Linked DNA regions of Zea mays: region 1 is linked to region 2. A link is a contact called in public Hi-C data. All regions are on one chromosome and are shown on one strand. Each heading gives the region's core, a stretch centred on a gene start, on an enhancer-like site or on the middle of the called end of the contact. The rest is flanking DNA. Distances are from core to core; before and after follow the strand shown.

What was found. A called contact is a pair of places that touch in the nucleus more often than the background predicts.
Region 1: a contact with region 2 is called in a Hi-C map of ear, with 2.1 times the contacts expected there. The contact joins the promoter of LOC100272506 here to the promoter of LOC100272869 in region 2. A contact is called at or near these places in 2 of 25 Hi-C or Micro-C datasets (ear and leaf).

Annotation. Positions count from the first base shown.
Region 1 is chr1:194,245,706-194,252,989 of Zm-B73-REFERENCE-NAM-5.0, forward strand. It overlaps LOC100272506, which reads right to left and starts at 2,155. Exons shown (of 5, transcript NM_001146975.1): 1 at 1,897-2,155; 2 at 723-1,045; 3 at 568-640; 4 at 1-494. The coding sequence starts at 1,043.
Region 2 is chr1:194,114,607-194,121,871 of Zm-B73-REFERENCE-NAM-5.0, forward strand. LOC100272869 (zn-finger, RanBP-type, containing protein) reads right to left here and starts at 5,086. Exons shown (of 11, transcript NM_001147322.1): 1 at 4,928-5,086; 2 at 4,692-4,737; 3 at 4,470-4,582; 4 at 4,069-4,339; 5 at 3,651-3,712; 6 at 3,396-3,447; 7 at 3,192-3,301; 8 at 2,543-2,573; 9 at 2,147-2,298; 10 at 937-1,124; 11 at 253-589. The coding sequence starts at 4,939. The coding sequence ends at 966.

The DNA.
Region 1 (7,284 bases), core at 905-3,404, 130 kb after region 2:
CTTCATAAACACCTCTCGGTTTATCGCAGATTCAAAGACCTCCATTGCATATGATCTATCCTCATCTGTGAACCCATCAATTCTATCCAACTTGTCTAGACACTTTTCCATAGACACTTCTTCAATACCTTCGAGCGTTTTGGATGTGGCGCTCCTCTTAAAATCCACAAAACTTTCAATGGCTGCTCCAATTTGGCTTTGCTTGCGCTTTCTCCCATTTCCACCTTCTACATGTCCTGATTGAGCTTCATTTGATATTTCTTGGAAATCCATGGAGAATGGGTTTGTGTTGGGGTGCAAGGGAGAGTGGCTTTGTTCAGAGGTACTCCTGTTCGAATGAGCAGTAGCAGAACCGAAAGCTGTAGCAAGAGGGCCACTAGGAGGGGCAGCAAGAGGGCCACCAGGAGGGGCATTAAGAGGACGAACAGGAATGAAAGAAGGAGGTGGCATTTGCTGAGTGTATGTGAAATTCAAATCTCCTGTGGCCACACTACCTAAAAAGAGAGAAGATGAGTAAAAATACATTCTGATAAGTAGTAAAAAGATAGAAGTTATGAGTTAAAATACCTTCGTGGAGGGCTTCCAAAGAGTAGTACAATGGAAATGGCTTCTTTTGGTACTTCGCTACCTTTGGGTGAGCCTATATGTGCAAGATGAAATAAAAAATGAGCTTACATGTGCAATATTAAGAAAACATATTAAATATTGAGGAAATGACTTACAAGGATGAGCTTTTCCCAAAGTTCTGGCTCAGCCACTATCATACATAGGGAATCATTCCAACCCACCCCACTTTCTTTCCTTGAATCTCTTACTGCCTTGTAATGAGATTTAAGCTCCTTATCTTTGTCTTGCATTTGCTGTTTGGAGTAATGGGCAAGAGGATACCTCTCATTGAACTTGTTTGTGATATTGTTCCATCCCTCAGCAGTCCAACCATTTTGACTTTTGAACTTTGGGTTGTCCTTATGTTCAAGGAGCACATCAACCAGACCTTTCTCATACACAGTGTTCCAAGCTGCCCTAGAAACATTCTTTGCCATGGCTATATTTCCCAACAAAACATAGTAAATATAAGACTTTACTACTACATAATAAAACATAAGACTTTACTACTACATAATAAAACATAAGTCCTTATTACTATATAATAAATATAAGAGATCCTAAACTAACTATTGTAGGCAGCCCACATTTGGAGAGCAATCTGATCTCTCAGGTTGCTTCCATCACTTGAGTCTATATCATTGGGGTAGTTGTTGTCTCCCTTTAGGACTTCAACATACTGTAAAGAATGGCTATTTGAATGGGAGCAGTCTGCTTGAACCTCATTCCATTCAAGAAAACCCTCTTAGAGAAAACAGTGGTCAGACTAGAAATTAGGAAAAGAGAATTAGCCCTGTAAAGAATGTTATCAGCTACTAACTTCCATTAAAAAAACAGACAACGTGAGAGATCCCAATGTCAGATATGAACAAAGTTATGTAGCTAGAAATAATCTTTTATAAATATTGCAGAATACCTATTTTTAGCAACATATCTTTACAGTTAGTCAAGGAATAAATCAAGTTGCACAGGGAAAATGCATTCAGAAAAATTAGGAAGGTAGATTGGACAGTGGTAAATCAAAGGATACTAATGGAATTCGCGGCAATTAACCCAATAGGTCCAGAAGTTTCATTTAAAATGGTGTAAATCACAGAACAGAAGCAACATATCATTTGACTACTTATGCTGGTTTTCATTTGCAATAGCATAGAAATGCTTGAGGAGTGCCTGAAGTGTCGCAAAGTTTGATTTGCAAGAACTGACTTGATTGACCGCATGCAGGCTTCCGGAAAGATAAAACAGAGATACTGCCACTTTAATCTCTGTAGTGTCGCAAAGTTTGAATACCTCAAGCCAGTAGCGTGGAGTACAGAGATCCCGTACGAGCAAGCTAGAGATCCAGTAGCGTGGAGTACGGGCGGAGGACGGCAAGCCAGAGCTGGACCTTGGAGTAGAACAAAGCTGGACGTCGCGGCGGTAGTGGGAGGCCAGAGATTCGTCGCGGCGGCGGCGGGAGGTCGTCGCGGTCGGATGCCCCGTCCGTGGGGAAACCTGCCCGGGGTCGCGGCTCGGGGGAGCGTTCCCCTGGTGTTTTGGCAATTCGTGGGAGATACTGACCCGGGGAACCGGGCTCCAAACAGGCCGGCAAAATTACTCGTGGCCCATTCTCACGCGGGGTTTTCTCGCCGGGAAAAAGGCTGAATCCCCCCGGGAAAGTGGGCTTCCAAACTAGGTCTCAGTGTTTGAGACGGAAGTAAAACACCACGGGCAAGGGAGGCTGACACCGGGGAATTTGTTGAAGCCGCGTCGTCACGGCGAAGGAATCGGCTACGCTCTATTGGTGCGGATAGAGCTGACAATAGGGTCCCGCGCAACAGCGTCTGCGGTGACACTGACATAGCAGGCCCACAAGGCAGAGTGGAGACACGCGCGCGAGTGTGTCCCATGACCGGCTGACGAAGTGGGGCCCCCTTGCAAGTGACCACAACAGAAAGAAAAGGGAAAGAGGGTGGATCGAGCCGCGCGGGTGAAATCCTCATTTGGGCCGACAGGGAAGGGAATCGGCCCAGGTAGGCATAGGAGCCCTTTTTCTTTTCTTTTATAAATTTTCTGCTTTGTTTTCAAATTCAAGTACTCAAACAGATTTCAAATTCCCCCTTTTGAATTTCAGATTTGCGAGTTACAAAATTAGTAATGATGTGAATATAATCCCTATTGTTTTCCATATTATTATTTATTTTCCTTATCATTTCCTTATGGAAGAAATAAATGGTTGCATTAGAATCCCTTTTCTCCTTTTTCTCATTTTATGTCTTCATTTAAAATTGGAGGTCTAATTTATGTTGCCAATAAAATGCATTACTACAAAACCTTAGGCAAAAGGTCAACCTCACCTCATCTATTCATTGATCACTTAATTTTAACTTAATATTATTGTTTAATCACGAGGAGGGAGAGTTCTAATAGATTTTCAAAGGTCTTAAAAAATTCTCACAACACTATTTTCTTATTTCTTTATTATGTTATGGTATAATTATTTAGTTGAATAGAAACCTTTTCTATTACCTCTTTTCTAAAATAATTCTTGGTTTTCAAAATTCAGTCCTCAATTTCAATACTCAAGTATAATTTGAGATATCTAAATTTACTATTTTATCTCTTCATATATTTATTTTATTATTAATAATATTTTTTTCTTATACAGATTTTGGGACTTACATAGAATGGACAGGAGATATATCTATTTTACCCAAACCTTTTATCAATCCTTGATTTCCATCCTCGAATGTGATATCTCGTTGGGGATCTTCATTTTTCTCATAGGAGGAGAACATTCTTTTCTCCCCAGTCATGTGGTTTGTGCATCCGCTATCGATTATCCAACTTGAACCACCGGATGCATAAACATTCTTCTTCTTGCCATCCTTAGCCATAAGACACTTGTGACCGACGTTGGGGAAGAGGAGTCCCTTGTTGATGGCGATGTTGGCGGCGTCCTCGTCGGAGGAGGAGTCGGTGGAGCTCTCGTCGGAGTCCCATTCCCGACATATGTGTGCATCGTCGCCCTTCTTCTTGTAGTATCTCTTCTTCTCCTTCTTCTTCCCCTTCTTGTCTTCGTCCCTATCACTTTCACTAGAAATTGAATGACCGGACTTACCACAACGGTAACACACCCTCTTGGAGCGGTACTTGTAGTCTTTCCCCCTCCTTTGTTTAAGGATTTGGTGGAAGCTCTTGATGATGAGCGCCATTTTCTCATTGTCGAGCTTGGAGGCGTCGATTGGAAGCCTACTTGATGTAGACTCCTTCTTCTCTTCATTCGTCGCTTTGAATGCGACGGGTTGCACCTCGGATGTAGAGGTGGCGCCTTGCTCCAAGTTGACAATGTGTTTGAAGTCTTTGATCATTAGTTCAAAGCTTACAAACATGCCAATAACTTCCTCGGGAGATATTAGTTTATATCTAGGATCCCCACATATTAATTGAACTTGAGTAGGATTGCGAAATATGAGGGATCTAAGAATAACCTTGACCATCTCATGGTCATCCCATTTGGTGCTCCCGAGGTTGCGCACTTGGTTCACCATAGTCTTGAGCCATACATGGATTGCGGCTCTTCTCCTTTGTTGAGGATGAATCGACCGAGTTCTTCCTTGATCGTTTCGCACTTGGTGATCTTGGTCACCTCATCCCCTTTGTGCGCGGTTTTGAGGACGTCCCAAATTTCTTTGGCATTCTTTAACCCTTGCACCTTGTTATACTTCTCTCGACACAAGAAGGCGAGGAGTATAGACGTGGCTGGCTTGGGAGTTAAAGTGCCTAATTTGGGCGGCCTCGTCCAAGTCGTAGTCCCTGTCCCCCACCTTTGGTGTCTGCGCTCCAAACTCAACAATATCCCAAATACTTTCATGGAGTGAGGTTAGATGGTGCCTCATTTTATCACTCCACATACAATAATCTTCACCATCGAAATATGGTGGTTTGCCTAAGGGTACGGAAAGTAATGGAGCACGCTTGGAAATTCGAGGATAGCGTAGGGTCATCTTACTATACTTCTTTCACTCATGGCGGTTAGAAGTAGTGGACGATTCGGAGCTTAATGTGGAGGGTGACGAAGAGTCGGTCTCGTAGTAGACCACCTTCTTCATATTCTTCTTCTTGTCACCTCTCTGATGCGACTTGATGGAGGAAGAGGATTCCTCCTTGTGGTTGTTGCCGGACTCCCTTGAGAGAGTCCTCCCCGAGCTTGTGGTCTTTTCACCGGTCATGATCTCCCTCTTGGCATGATCTCCAGACATCACTTTGAGTTGGTTAGACTCTTAATGAAGCACTGGCTCTGATACCAATTGAAAGTCGCCTAGAGGGGCGGTGAATAGGTGAAACCTGAAATTTATAAACTTAAACACACACTAAGGTCAGAGGTTAGCGTTAGAATTAAATTCAAATCCAAGAGAATATCTCTCTTGCTAGGAGTTGCTCAAAGATTGCGGATGACGTATGGGAGCCAACTCAAATTCACACTAGCAAGGAAACGTTAGAGAGGGAAAAACAAATCAACAAGAATCAAGGCGAGTGAACACGATGATTTGTTTTACCGAGGTTTGTTTCCAAAGAACCTAGTCCCCGTTGAGGAGGTCACAAAGATCGGGTCTATTTCAACCCTTTCCCTCTCTCAAACGGTCACTTAGACCGAGTGAGCCTTTTCCTTAATCTCTTGGGTCACTTAGACCCCACAAGGACCACTACACACTTAGGTGTCTCTTGCTTCGATTACAAGTCACTTGAGAAATAGAAGGGGAAAGAAAAAGGACAATCCAAGCGACAAGAGCAACAAAAGAACACAAAACACCCTCTCTCAAGTCCCTAATGGAATTGAGTTGATTTGGTGGCTTGGAGATGATTTGATCTATTGAATGTGTCTTGGAGTGGAGTCTTTTGCTCTTATATTGAATGTGATGTTCAGAACACTTGGATGGATATGAATGAGGTGGATGGGGGTATTTATAGCCCCCAACCACTTCCATAGCCGTTGGTGAAGGCTGTTGGCGATGGGCGCACCGGACAATCCGGTGCGCCACCGGACAGCTACTGTGCATTGTCTGGTGCGCGCCACGTCAGCGCAAACGTTAGGGTTCGGAGCCGGTCAACCATTGGAGCCTTTGTCGTCTTGCTGCACTGGACAGTCCAGTGCCCTATGACTTTGCTGCTCTGACTTTTGTCGCGGTACTGTTGATCATTGTAGCTTTTGCAGAGTCGACCGTTGGCGCAGGAAGTCGTTGCTCCGCTGGCTCATCGGACAGTCCGATGAATTATAGCGGAGCGCGTCTCCAATTTCCAGAGAGTGGTTGGTTCAAGTCTATACGGTCCTGGTGCACCGGACATTGTCTAGTGGCACACCGGACAGTCCGGAGCGCCATTTTTTAGCACACTCAAGTTCTTTGCTCCAAATGAATCATGACCCCTAGCTGATTTCTTTCTTGGTTTGTGTTGAACCTTATACACCTGTAATACATGAATTCTAGACGAACTTGTTAGTCCATGTGTTTGTGTTGGTTGACAACCACCAAAATTGATAACAGGAAATGGTTAACCCTATTTCCCTTTCACTAGGGCTATGGTTGGTACCTATTTATACTATGAGAGGCGAACAAGTCCGGGTCAATTGGAGCCAAAATCCCAACAAACTTGACGACTGCTACGATGTCCAGTGTTGTGCGTTTTGTTACGAAGAGGATCACGGCGTGCTGGATTTCTTTGCTAGCTTGATGTCATTGTTACATCAAGATGATGTCATTTGCGGCAAGAGAATAAAAAATGAAGAAAGAGACGTGTGGGCTGGTGGCATTTACGTGTGGAGTCAGATGAGCCAAGCAAGATTTGGCCCAAGCACGGTTTAGGTCTTTTGTTTTTTCCTATTTTAATATTTTTTCAAACTATGTTTGATTTGCAATTTTTTAAAATTTAAATGCACAATCAGAAGATCACCAGTATGAAATGCAAGTTATGGTTATTTTTAGTTACATTATTTATTTATCTAGGCAATGTTTCCAATATGAAATGCACACACTTATTGTTCATTTTAAATGTGAGGTCCAATTAAAAGTTTACTTTAGAACTCAATAATCATTACTTATTTGTTTTTAATAATTTATAGGGTATAATCTTTGTGATAATATATTTTAATTTAAAACTTCTAGAGAACATTTATAAGTACATTATTAACTAAACTCATATAAGGATCTACTCATTTAAATTTTTAGGGACCACAATTATTTAGATCTTGAAGAATTTTTTAACAAATCCAAAATAAGATCTTGGGTGTTACAGCTCAACTTTAACCATCCTCTTTGGTAAGCCATACACTTCATATGAGCTCCACTGTAAGTGAGCTCATGCACATTATTCACCACAACTTGTTGAGCGATGAACGTATGTGAGCTCACCCTTGTTGTACTCACATCCCCCCAGGTCAAGAACAGGTACAGGATGAGGAGCATGAAGGATGATGCAATGAGTTCATGAGAGGTCTAGGCCGTCGTCTCCTAGTCAACTATGGTTGATGGATCGTTGTCTTCGTATGATGAAATTATTTATTTATTTTGTACAGAACTCCTATCATATAGTAAAGATGTGACTTTCATTTCTGTACCATAATTCATCATATGTGTGAGACTTGATCCTAGCACGCATGTGAGTCGCGCCCGGGTTTGGCCCCTTGAATCTGGGTGTGACAGG
Region 2 (7,265 bases), core at 3,836-6,335:
AGAATGACTTTGGCTCATCTAAAGAAGTGGCTTCACCTCATGAGCCAGAGCCAAAGTCGTTTTTGGAGAAGCCAGAGCCCTGCCAAAGGGGCCCTTATATAGGATGTTCTCTACTGAAAACTGGATTTCTCCGGGTATTACTCCCTCCATTCTAAATTCTAAATTATAAGAATCTACGTACCATTTTTACTATGTATGCATATAGACATAGCTGTATCTCTTAATACATAGGGAAAAAAACAAAAGTCATGTATCGTTATAATTTTAAAAAATTGAAAATATGAGTAGAGCATTGACGGTGCCACAAATGTCATGTAAATACTTTGTAGCGGAAATTATAGTCCGCCCCGCAACGGAGAACAGAGGGTGGCCAAGCGATGAGGTGCAGTGGCAAGGCCTCGCTAACTTCGATCGAGGGAGGATGGTCCGCGAATGAATGTTACCAGCCCAGCGGCGACGAAGGAAGAAGAAGCTGGAGCGATCAGTAGACGACGGCTTCTGGGCCATGTAGGAAGTCATAGCCAGATCGTGCTAAATGGGCCTGCATGCAGCTCGAGTACTAAAACACTTCTGGGCCGAACCGCTTGTCCTGTATTGTCGAGAAGTCAGGAGAAATTGGAATCGTAACAGTGGGCACCACAAACCGCAGCCAACAGATCAAGAAACATATAAGCCCTCACAATATGGAAGGGAAGGGCATGTTAATTGCATAGCATTTGAAGAATCATCTCCCGTACAATTTTGAAATGGAACGACAAATTTACATTATGATAGTATGTGTAAGAACAAAGCTAAGCAGAAAACATAATCAACAGAAAAAAAAAGAGAAGAATGAAAATAAGACAAGAATCACTCCAGGCACATACTGAAACGATTCCAAATCAGGGCTGTCGAGAGTCGAGACACAAGTATACCCACCTGGTGCGAATTCCTCACCTTGTTTTCCAATACGAAATGGTAGCGCATCAGTTTGAAAGACTGTTCTGCAATTCACTGAGCGCTGACATCCGCAATGTCGGTGATCCAGCAGTAGGACAAGGAAGATCCGTCTGCTCACTGCTGTCTTGAAATTCATGCAGAAGTCGTAGCTTTGATAAAAGCTTCGTAATGTTACATGGCAAAAACTAAGTCCAATGGTACCAAGTCAGTGAATCAGTCATAATCAAGACAAGCATGCAGGGTGATTAGTCTACTACCACTGCACAGTGAGATGCACATCACTTTCACCAAGGAGCATCTCTTCTAACCAAAATACTGTACGGTCATACTTGAACAGCTATTAGCTGAAGCCCCGGACCCGGAGAACATGGAAGACAATAACAGTAGCATATGCAGTTATGCATCCGAGACGTTCACTGTCAACTTCAGACCTAACTATTCCTAAGGGCTGGTTTGGTGACAAGGGAAATAGAGGTAACCTATGGGGGAGGAAACCCCTTGCTATCCTCCAATTCCCTGGCTAACAAACTAGCCCTTAACAGGGAAAGAATTCTCCTAATTATTTCAGTAGAGCTCCTCATTAAGTTGCAACATCCCTAAGGAAACTACTATGGAAGGAAAGAAAGGTTTCAGAAATAACACCTGTAAAATAACAAACCAACCATAAATCGAAAAACAACGACCAGAACGCAGCCTTAACAAAACCAAGACAAAATGATGACGGTTGTGATACTTCATAACAGATGAGTGATATTCTATGACACAGATAACTAAAAGGCATTCATATAACAGATGGCACTTTACCCAGAGTACTAGTAAGTAGTAACAAAGACAAGTAACCAAGCTCAGCCAGGAAAGGCAAGAACGATGTTCTTGACCATTATCTGTAGTGATTAGGGAAGACAAGACTCCATTGCCAACTCGACTAAGGTCCCAAGGGGAAGAAACTTGTAACAACTGGAGCGACTACTGACAGAGATGTACCCCACATTCAGACTGAACCTTGACGACGACGCTGGACCTTCTTGACCCTCATTACTGTCCTAGGACTCACTGTAACATGATAAATCAAGCTATATGCAATCAAATATGAGGGCAACAAAATGATTAAAAACAGTATTAAATATATAATAGGCATGCAAGTTAATGTTCTAAATAAAGGTGCAGCAAATGTTGAGGACCATACTGAAGGTTCTGAAACACAGACCTGATTGTCCTGATCTGTCGCTGAACCATTCACATTGTTTGTTTGTGATGGCTTTTCTGCTCCACATTGGGGACGATTGCATTTTGTTCGGAAAGGATAATTTATGTTATTGCACTGCTCACACTTCCAACTGCCCTCTGGCATCTTTGCTTCTATCAATTAGAGGTTGGGGTGTGAGTTCGAACAGAATTGATGGAACAATAAACTACATAGACCATTAGATAAAGTAGCCCATAATTTATGTGCGAAAATCCAAAGAAAACACACTAATTCCTTCAAAGAAATGTCTAGTGATAACAAATATTACAAAAAAATTTGTAATTCAGGGACATTTGTTATACGCAAAGAAGATTGGATGAGGAAGGAGCACTAAACCCTTATCATGTGGAAACTTACTTGAGCCCCTTAAACCATCAGACTTAGATCCCTGCACAAAGAGTTGATGCACAAGCAATCAGTAAGTAAAAGGGGATTAGTTGATGAACAATCGATCTCTATAAACTACAGATAGAAGCCCAAGCATTAGAAATGAAGATTTAGATTTGGATGAAAGAGAAGTACTTCTACACAAAATATAGCCAAAACTTGTTTGCTTTTACTTCACAATATTATTCTGGTTTAGCTTGATAATACAAGAGGGAGGATTGGAGGAAGTTGTATTGATTTTTTCCTAGAGTAAGAATACCTAAAAAATAGTAAGGAACAGGACTAAAGAGAAGGTCATCAACAAGTACTCAGATCCTGATGTGTAGGCTATGGCAGGGCAAACTAGAGGATGTATCCAGATGTGCATAAGCATGGTTTCACCAAACAGTTTACAGCAGTAGTATAAAGTGAAACCATGTACACTCCAAGCACACAAATAATCTTGTGGCAGCAAAGTCAACTTCAAGCACAATTGCGAAGTTATAAAAGTACACTTCAACAGAAGTAAAGAATCATTTACTAACACAATTACAATTTTTAAAAATGATCTTAATTTAAATACATAAAAGAAGCAATATCAGATCGCTTATAATAGCAAGATGAGACAGAAGTTGCAAACCTGGTTTGCAGGTCTAGGTGTGTTGCACTTTCTCATATTACAGACTGTGCGAAAGCCAAAGTTGATGTTATGGCAATTTGGACACTCCCAATCATTATCACGGCCAGCTCCTTCATCAAAAGTTCAGGAGAATAGGCAAATAATTAATCAAGTGCTAACCACATTAATATAAATAAGTCAAAATAAAAATTCAATGAGACATACCTGCAGGCTTCTTCTGAGAACCTTCATCAGAATATGAGCCAGCCCTTGTGCCCTTTCAGGTTCAGGAAATATAGATTTAAGGAATCATAACAGTTAATCCATGTAGACACAATCACAGAAATCATAAATACCAAACAAAAAATGTAATAGAGTAACAGAACAACAAACATGTTGAAAGTTCTTCATGTAAGGCAACAGTAGTTAAATTAGCATGAGGTAATAGGTATACAGAAGAATAATCACAAGAGCACATACCATTGGACCAGGACCAGCAGGTATTGGCCCATACCTGTCCATGGGAATTCCATACATTCCACCTGTTTATTGGACAATAAGCAAGAGAAACCTTGTGAGCAAACACGTGAAAACACAGAACTGGAAAACATGTATAAAGTGTCATAACCCCAACCAAACAAAGTGGTTTAGAAAACACATGGCAGAACACAAGGGTACTGCAAAGGGTATTATTTATTGCCCACATTTGTGGAAATGAAGATCGAGTGAAAAGAAATTACATTCTCATATTCTGCAAAACTAATTGTTTAACATACTATGATTTGCATGGAATAAATTATTGAAAGCATCAGATTTGCATTAATTCAATAGCTAGATTAATTAATGCAAGGGCAATAACAAAATAAGGCATGCCTATCATAGAGAGAAGCCCTGTTACCTGCTGTCATCATAGTTCCACCAGAGTATGGAGTTGGCCCAGCAATTTGCATTGGCCCGTAGGGGCTCCCCATTGGTATGGGACCACCATATCCATATGAATACGCAGAACCCCCAGGAAATTGCGGAATACCATAGCGTGTCACCGCAGGCCCATTAAACATTGAGGATCCATATGGGGGAGCGCCCCCACCAAGGTACATCGATGGTGGCGTCCCAGGGCCCATGTAACCCCCTGACGTGGGATAGTGAGGCGGGGTTTGCATGGCCTTCTGAATGGCAAGCAACAGCAGCACGACATAAATGCAAGCGGGCAAGCAAAAGTACCCACAGACACGCTCCATGAAAGCGACAAGCAAACAATCTACAGCAAGAATAAAGTGAGGCAAAACCATTATGTACCGTGTGATCTGCTGGCCTGGACTGGTTGCAGCTGCGCATGTTGCAAGTGGTGCGGAAGGCGAAGTTGACGTTCTTGCAGCTGGGGCAAACCCAGTCGTCCTCACGCCGGCTGCCTGAGAACACCGTTTATTGTCCCCCACCAATGGGAAATCCACTCAGATGCAGCTTAGATACGTAGGGTGCGACAAGAGACAACTTAGCGGCGGAGCCAGAGCGACCTACCGTCGGTGCGGGCGCGCTTCCCGGCGGACTGGCTGCGCCTGTCGACCTGCAAACCCATGCACTAATTCGTGAGACCTCGCTGGATGGGCGAGATCCAGAGGGGAATCGGTGAGCACAGCGCGGGGAGCTCAGATGACAAAGCTAACAATCTTTCAGCGCGACTGATGTGCGGCGACACCGACTCGAACCCTAATCGACCGGCGGAATCGAGGAGAACGAGGAGATGGGAGCGGTACCTGAGAAGACATAGCTGAAGGTGAACCGGTGGTGGCGGCGGCGGGCTAACGGCGCGGCGAGAAGCATGTGCTCCTTGCAGCGGGAGGGACAATCGCAGACGCCGCCGCGGCGACGGGCGGCGTGCGAAGCGAGCGGAGGGGGAATTCGGCAGACGAAGCAGTAGCTAGGGTTTTGTTGTGAATTGGCCTTCAAACTCAGATGTGCACAACAGTGACATCGCATTTTGATTTGCCTCAGCCGTCCGCGTCAGCGATGTACCTGACGACGACAACTCCTCGACTCGGACGACGAGGCCGGCCCAGACGAGGAGAACTTTAGGCCCAATCTGATACGTGGGCCCTTGCAAACTCGCGAGCAAAGACGTTCTCGCCCAGTACAGTTCATAGTTAAACTAGATACCCGAGAATTAAATAATGGTTCCATATGGATTAAACAGAATTGAAAAAATTAAAGAAAAAAATTAATTTATTAAGGATTAAAACACTCTTAATTCTGTTTAATCCACAAGGATTGAGAAGGAAACGAACATACTCTCGTGTTTTTAGAATCTAAGTATTGTGGGGAGCCATGTTTTCTAATCGTCCGATAAATAGCAATTAATCGACGATTAATCGGGTGATCGGAACCGCATACCCGATCGATCCTTCTCATCGACGCGATCATAGCGATTAGAAAGTTGATCATCTGACTAATCATCAATTAGTCATGATTAATCGGACGATTAGAACGTGGACGATCAATTTCTGAATTACTTTGGACCATCGACTTGCTTCACTTTTTTCTTGACTCGGCCAATTGGTCTCAGTCCAGCCCACGGTAGGTCGGTAGCTACTGCTGAAACCCTATCTCATCAATATCTCTCCCACATGCTCGTCAGTCGTCACAACTAGTGTTGGGAATTGGGCCAGGCCGGGCCAGCCTGACTCAATCTCATCGTGCTTCGTGTCAAACGGGTTTGGGCCAGGAAAGCCCAAATAACTTTTGGGTCATGCCGTGCCGGCCCGAAGTGTAAAAACAGTGGCCTAGCCCGGCCCTAAACCACGTCGTGCCTTTGTTGGGCCGTGTCGGCCCAAGCCCGGCCCGTATATTTGACCACATAAAATCAAAATATTACAACCATATAAAGTTCATAGCTTACTAAATTAAACATATTAAACAATTTTAGCATCATTTAACTGCATAAACTCCAAATATAACAACAATATAAAGTCGATATCTTACTAAATTAAAGAAATTAAACAGATTGGGCTTAATTGGGCCGTGCCGGCCTAAGCCCGGCCCATCTATGCGGGCCGTGCCGGGGACCCGACGGGCCAGAATTTGAGGCCCGGCCCAGGCCCGCCTTCGGGTCGTGCTAGCTCGGCCCATATTATTTTGTGTCGGGTCGTGCTTTGGGCTCCTGTTTTCGGGTCGTGCTCGTGCTAGCCCGAAAAGCCCGACCCATATTCCCACCACTAGTCACAACCCAACTGCCGCATCCTTGCACTGGCAACTCTCTCAAGTCTCAACCCCTCATTGCCCTCTCTCCTTCGGCGTTGTAGCACCTCAAAATTCTATTTCGGGAAATCGTGAAAACTTCTCCAAAAAGATGCAATACTAAACGACCTTTAAATAAGGATTTTCTTCTTCTCAAAACTATTTTTCTCTTAAACATAAATAAAAAGAAAGACTTTCAATATATCTACTAAAATAGAGTATTCACTCCATAAACCACATGATTATAAACAATCCAGAATAATTAATTAATAACTGATTTGGATTGATTTTTAACAAATCCAAAATAATAAGGTGTGTGGTGCGTATTGGAAATGTTAGCCTAAATAGGTAAATAAAGTTATTCATATAAATTTTTGTTGCATTTCATGCTGGTTCTTTGAATTTTGCATTTAAATTTAGGTTTTAAAATTGTTGGTCACTTGTTCTCAAATGCTACGAGTTAAGAACAAGGCAACACAGATGTTAATGGTTAAAGACCTTCGTCCTTCGAAGCATTATCTCCATTAGGATATAATGATCTTCACACGAAGGTTATGAAGGACGTACCTTCATCATCTCAATATGAAATAAAAAGCAGGAACATATGGGACATACAAAGAATATGAATAATCATATAAAATCATTAGATTATTTATATTCTCATTATATAATCATGAACAAATGTTAACGATATTAAATTACATCTGTACCTTCGGCTTGACAGAAGGTAAAAATCCAAGAGTGACGTGCAAGTGAATACAAGTCAGCGTGAACAGTACAGGGATACTGTTCATCTATTTATAGGCACGGGACGCAGCCCGGACAAAATTACATTTATGCCCTTGGCAACTAATCATAATC